2 separate regions of the Rattus norvegicus genome follow, and region 2 is linked to region 1. Evidence: chromatin contacts called from public Hi-C data. All regions are on one chromosome and are shown on one strand. Each heading gives the region's core, a stretch centred on a gene start, on an enhancer-like site or on the middle of the called end of the contact. The rest is flanking DNA. Distances are from core to core; before and after follow the strand shown.

Region 1 (3,108 bases), core at 227-2,726:
ACGCACCTCTGTCCTCTGTATCTGGCTTCTCTCAGCCCTTCTATCCATTCAATCTAATTACTATGGGTCAAGAACAGCACTTGTCAGTCAGTGTGCTGGGAGCTGCAGAATCAGCCAAACCACATTTATCCTTGGAGTCTCCCTCCTCAGAGGTGGTTACATTTGCAGTGTTTCCTAAGGAAGACTTCTTTGCCTCTTCCACCAGACAAACAGTTATTTGTCATCTCTAAAATACCAAAAGGTGGGGGAGGGAGGGAGGGTGTCGGCTCCCTTTTCCTCATAACATTTGGCTTTTTAGGTGAGTAACTCTGCCAGAAATTTTGAAATATCTTGTTACTTTAGACAACGGAAGACAGGGAGACTTTTCGTTTTTTAATTGGAAGTAAAAGCTTGTTTATGGCTCAGAGCACAGGTCAGTGGAGAAATCGCCATCGCTGGATTGGATTGGAGTTGGGGAGGAGGGGCCACAGAAGGGAGTGGGCTCCCACTTGTGAGACATCGCCATGGCGGCGATGATGCAATTGAGTGGAGATGGTGCACAAAGTCCTATCAGCCCATTGACTCCCTCCCTCCCTCCAGCCTCATTTTCACTTTGTGTAAAATAAGGCATCGGCACTTCTTGGACAGGGCACTAGGTTTACCTGAGGCTGTGAACAGGAGAATGCCAGCTGCAGACAGGTTCACGAGGAGGGGGCGGGGTTGCTTGTGGGATAGGATATACTTACAGAGCTAGGCACAAGGAATATTTCTTTCTTTTCTGTTTTCTGGATCCCTGCATAGCTGGAGGGCGCAGTGAAGGGCTGTAGGGTGACAGCCTGGGGTGTTCTGGCTGGAGGGGTGGGGGTGGGGTGGGGTGGGTATTATCTGGATTGAGGGACAAGTTTCTGGGAAATCATATTATCTCGGACTACTGGTATTTTAGGGGAATGGCGATAATGGTGGATCTTTTCTATTTTCTTTGATGAAGTTGGCCTTGATAAATTTCTCGCTCTTTGGCCTTCTTTGTTTCTCGCTTTCCCACATGTTTGCAAATCTTTGAAGCACGCAGCTCCAATGTAAAAGGGAGTTGTAGACGGGACTTGATTTAAGCCTGGCTGGAGGCATGCACCTTTTGGAGTGGCAACTTGTTGTCACTGTCCCCGAGGTAAAGGCTGTCTCAACCCCCTGGGAGCATCAGGCTTCTTGGCCACTTTCTCTAAGGCAGTCAGTCCTGTTGTGCATTCTTCTTCCCCATCTCCAGGGAGGCAGCACACAGAACTCAAGGCCGCTGAGGATGGAGGGGGAGGGGCTCTGCGAGGTATCTCTCCAAGGCCTGGGTCCCCAGGTCAAGGTCAAGATGTGCGGTGTAGGCACTCCCGAGCTGGCTGGCGCAGCAGCAGCTCGCTGCGCAGAGCGCTGCTGGCGGCTTCGGGAACTGACCAGGCCGCGTGTGAGCGCCGGGATTCCTGCTCCGGCCTTAAATATGCCGGTTATTTTTATCCCCCTACGTCAGGCCAGCGAAGGCCATCCCACCAGTGGCCGCGGCGGGCTGCTACACAATGTTTCCCTTCAGTCGGGAGGGGAAATGGAGGGAGGCCAGACTTCCTGATCACATGGTGCTGAAGTCAATGAAAAAAAATGAAGGGGGACCCCTCCCTTGCGCTGGGGTGCGCGGGCCAGGGCCCCCCACCCACCCCCTCGGGCCGCGCGGCCAGGGAAACGCAGGCTCGCGGGCGGGCGCGGGGCCAGGCGCAGGACCGGGCAAACATAAACACCAGATCGGGGCAGTAATTGGCGGCTCCGAGATCGCTGAGGAAATGAGAGGCTTGTACGAAACATCAGCCGACAAGAAACGGGGTGATGTCAGACAGCCTTCCAGGATTAGAAACCCTTAAAAGCTCCGAGCCCGCGGCGGCTGCGGAAAAGCGCTCTCGGTCCTGGCTCTGCGGGTAGGAAGCCCGCGGACTGCGGACTCCGGGCTCCTCTCTTCCCCTCTCTCTTCTCCTCTCTTTCTCTCTCCTCTTCTCTAGTCTCTCCTCCGTGAATTCCCTTTTGATTTGGAACTAAAAAAGAAGGGGAAAAACGTCAATTTTCATGCCTAAAGCATCTCGCTTTTTTTTTTTCTTGTATCTTGTTACTACTTTTGGATCAACAGATCCTACCCAAATCAAGCTGATGGGGGATAAATAAAAGTTTAGCTCTGTTGTCTGAGTTCTTCGGCTTCTTGGTTCCTTAACATTCTCTTAGATCTGCGAGTTGCAATACTTAGCACACACCACAGGGGTTTTCTAAGCTGCTTCATGCTCTCCAGTCTTGAGGGCAGCTTAGCCAACAGCCAGTGACAGGTAGTTCCCCACCCCATAGGAGCCTCCGGTGACTTTAAGGTAGAGGCCGCCTACCCGCATCACAAAAGCGCCACTTTTTCAGGCTTTTCTCATTCAGTGTTTGCCTGGATTAAAGGAGGTGTGGATGTTTGGAAAGGGCTGGAGCCCCTGCAAGGAGAGGCAACCATAAAGAATGGTTTATGTCTCGGTTTTCTCAGAAGGGATCGCAAAGGGTCCGTTCCTGTCTGTGTGGCAGGTGAGCTTCTAGCTTTGGGATAGTTCATCAGCCTCAGACAGCACTGTCACCTACTTAAACCTCTAAGGCAAGCTTGTTCGCCTTTCTTCCCGAGACCCAGGAAAGGGTCACAGGCAGGCCAAGTTTGTACAACCTCAGAAGAACCGGGCTCTTTCCAGAGACACAGGCTCAGCTCTTGGCTGCTTGCTCATTGTGCTTCCCTGCCACACTGTTGAACCTTTTGACAGTCTCCTCCCATGGCTGATGGTCACTTGAGCCAAGTATATCATCCAGTCATACCACCCACCGGGTGGCAGAGAAAAGCCTCTTTTCCCGCTGTTCTCCACACCTCTGTCTTTGGTGCTCTGAAAACTCACACAAGGAGGCCTTGCATTTCAGTTCACCCCAGTTGTCCTAGGTTAGGTATTGGTGTCTCCTTTGCTTCGCTTCAGAATCTTAGGGTCTCCATGGTCTGTTCTTGTCCCCCCTGCCCAATTCCTCCTCTCCCCAGATGCACATGCCCTGAGGCTGGTGGAGGGACGACAGAAATATCTCAGGGTCTGTGTTGTG
Region 2 (3,420 bases), core at 919-3,418, 74 kb after region 1:
ATTAGGGTTTCAATAATGCTTTTGGTATCATAGGCAATGACTCTCACCTCTGCCCTCCCAGGATGACTGTCAACATGAATCTCACAAGAGCTCTAGAGACCAGGCTGCGATCGTCCCCTTCCTCTGGCTGAAATCATCTATGGAATCACCAAGAAACACTTGGCCATCCCTTACCTGCCACCACCTGCCCCAAGCTACCAAAGCAGCTTCATCCTTTTACTTTATCTCCATCCATCAGTGAAAAGACCCTGGAATTTTGATGCTATGAGAGCCTGGGAAGTCCAGAAGCCACCTCCAAATGGTTGTTCTGGAGTGATGTGTACACTGTTTCATTAATTCACGGTGTTGAAGACATAAAGGCACAGTGGTACCCTTCTGTGATACCCCCACATCTGCTTCTGAGGAATGTATTAAGAAACGTAACAAACCTAGCTTCTGCAATAGGCCATCTGTGCCTGGCCTTACCGGCCATGTAAGTTCAAGGACACATTGGAACAGACACATTCGGGATAGTTTTGAAGGGCAGAAAGCCAGCTTGGGGTATGCAAGGTAGGGTTTGTGTGTGTGGTCACGTGAGCTCTTGTGTGTGTGTGTGTGTGTGTGTGTGTGTGTGTATTTGTGAATATGGAGGGCAGAGGTCAGCCTTGGTGTCATTCTTTTCAAACTACACACATTGTTTTTGTTTTTGTTTTTTTGAGACATGATCTCTTACTGGGACCCAGGGCTCACAATTAGGTCAGCCTGGCTGGCCACTAAGCTTCAGTGATCTGCATATCTCTGCTGTCCCAGTGCTGGACTCCCATGTACACCACTAGGGCAAATGCTTTGCTCACTGAACAGTCTCCTTGGTTCCCAATACAGACAGATTGTTCTTTAAAACCTGCTCAGCCCTCCCTCACCATGACTTTGACAGCTATAGCTACACCTGAGTCCCAGTTAATTTTGTGGCAGGTCTCAGGGTAGCTGGGGATTTCTCTCAGGAGGTTGATCCACAGAAGTATATAACAGATCCTTCAACATTTTGACATGAAGAAGAGAGGGACAAAGCATGGCTAAGTACTTTCAATTAGCCTAGCTCCTTGTCAGAGACATCCAATTGTAATGGGAATTCAGTTGTTCTCATACAAAATGATGGGACTTCTTTTTTTTTTTTTCCGGAGCTGGGGATCGAACCCAGGGCCTTGCGCTTGCTAGGCAAGCGCTCTACCACTGAGCTAAATCCCCAACCCCTAATGATGGGACTTCTTGAACAGTCCCATGAATGGTGTGTAATTAGGGCCTCTGAACACCAGAAAGCTCTTTGTAGTTCCTTCTGAGAGGAACACCCAAGCACATTGTTAGGCCAATGAAAACCAAGCTTTGTGAGAAAGAAGACCCTGGGGAAAAAATAATTTGAATATCTGCTGCAAGTCAGTGGACATTAGGTTAAACTGTCTGTGCAAGCTGCAGAGGGATCAGAAGAAAGGGTAATAAACTTGATCTGGGTTGGGACTGAGGGAATTTATTTAGAGTAGATTTCAGATTGTGAAAAGGTGTTTCTGGTCAACGAAGAGAGGAAAGCAGTAATATATGTAATCATGTTTAAAAACTTATCAATAGGTTCAGTATGACTGTGGCTACTGGGAGGAGTGAATGGTAATAAGACTCAAGAGAGCCCTAGAAAGACTAGCAGGCGTGGGGGCTGACATGTATGGAAGCAGCTTTACACTGAGAAAGGCTCTGACCAAGAGGAGATGCCTTTCCTGTCACAGACCCACGTTGGCGTGAACCTAGACTCTGTGCCCTTCCATTTTCTGTTTCCTCCCTGACAGACGTAAGTGAATGAATCTCTGATCTGGGAACTGTCTGAGAACACACAATACCGACAGAAAGCTGGGAATTTCAAAAAGAGACATGCCCAGGCAGGGACCCAGCTCCTGAGGGTTGGGTGGACAGCAGGGCTGACAGGAAGCCAGCTCAGACCTCTCTTTGCACTGCTTCTCCTCTGGGGGGGAATTGGGGTGTGTGTCTTGTAGCAAATATTTGTCACCAGAGGGAAATCTTGGCTGGCCTCAGGATCGCAGATAATTAAGAGATATGATTTATCACTGATGATGTTTCCAGTCCTGGCCAGAGCGTGAGTAACTGTTTTCCAAGCTGCTTGGCCTTTTGCTCAGCCAGGCTGCTGGGGAGGCTGTGCTTGCATGCCACGGATCTTAGGGTGTTCGAATTGTGATATAGCAGGACCAGGGAGAGCCTTTGGTGCTTCCTATCAGAGGTCCCTGGTTAGCTAGTCCTATCTTGCAACAGGAAGATGGTCTGGTAAAATCAACAGAACCAGGCAGGCTTGGGAGGAGTTACTACATGTACAACAGTGGGCAACTTGCTTGGCTTAACTGAACTGCCCCAGTTTCCTAGTATTTGGAATTAGAGACATTTAAAATGAAGCAACGTTGAGCCCAGGGAACACTTAGTAATGCCTGCAAGAATTATTTGGTTGTCACAACTTTGAGAAGGCCACATAGCGGGAAATCGATCAGAGTTGCTGATGAGTACAACAGAGTGTCCCTGCCAGTCCTTGCCTCGTATGTCCCCAGGGCTGAGACTGCGAAATCCTGAGGCATAGTAATGACATAGATTAGTTGGGAATGTAAATAGCAGCACAGGGCCGTACTGCTCTTCTGGACATGAAGTGGCCCTGTGCTAATAATCATTACCGTGGTAGCTACTAAAGTCATTTAAAAAAACCACTTTAAGGCCACCACCAATCTGAGGTAGATTTGGAGGGAAAGGGCCACCTCGATGCAGAAGTACAAATTAGACCCCTCCCCCCTAAAGAGCATCTCTCTCCTCCCTCACATATTAGGGGCTAGATATTTGAGCTGTGGAATTGACTAGAAGACTAACTTGCATGTCTTTGTGGAGAGTTCATTCAGAGTATTATCCCACAAACAGATCACGATTGGTTTTATAAAACAGAATCCCTTAAGGAAAAGCACAATCAACTACATAGACAACTTGGTGAGAAGTGTGTGTATATAGTTACAGCAGTTCAAGGTGACTTTCCTGAGGCCTGTAGGGTGAGAAGTCAGCATCCTACCCTTTCTTAGTGATTCCCCTCTCTGTCCAGTGGATGACTGGAATCCTTTCCAGATGACTAGCTGGTGTTGGCCTGAGGAGAGTGGCCCTGGGCCAGGCCCTGAGGTGTAGAGCTGAGCATCCGCTCAGGGACCAACTCATCTTATGGACCTGCCCTGCAGCTGGCCATGGGGGTGTTTGCAGAAGGAAAGGAGAGATTGCTGATCAGTCCCCATGTGCCCATCCTGGATTGAAAGGAACCTGGCTAGATGCCTAGGGCAAGCGGTTGGCTCTTGTTTTCTCTGAAGCAACTGGATGGGGATATTTGTACTCCATCCCAAAGCCGTGGCAGCAGGTTCAGGG

What was found. Hi-C and Micro-C count contacts between places; a contact is called where the count stands out from the background.
Region 2: a contact with region 1 is called in a Hi-C map of the A7r5 cell line, with 3 times the contacts expected there. The contact joins two enhancer-like sites. A contact is called at or near these places in 2 of 12 Hi-C or Micro-C datasets (the A7r5 cell line and the Rat2 cell line).

Annotation. Positions count from the first base shown.
Region 1 is chr5:75,193,130-75,196,237 of GRCr8, forward strand. No RefSeq gene overlaps it. Among named protein-coding and RNA genes, the nearest start is that of Klf4, 120 kb to the left of the region's middle. Within about 2 kb of position 1,477, at least 85 of the 93 cell types and tissues checked have an H3K27ac peak or open chromatin away from gene starts, as enhancers often do. A contact at or near this core is called in the A7r5 cell line, where this site is marked.
Region 2 is chr5:75,266,198-75,269,617 of GRCr8, forward strand. LOC120102882 (a long non-coding RNA gene) reads left to right here. Exons shown (of 3, transcript XR_005504779.2): 2 at 62-549. Among named protein-coding and RNA genes, the nearest start is that of Klf4, 190 kb to the left of the region's middle. Within about 2 kb of position 2,169, at least 10 of the 93 cell types and tissues checked have an H3K27ac peak or open chromatin away from gene starts, as enhancers often do. A contact at or near this core is called in the A7r5 cell line, where this site is marked.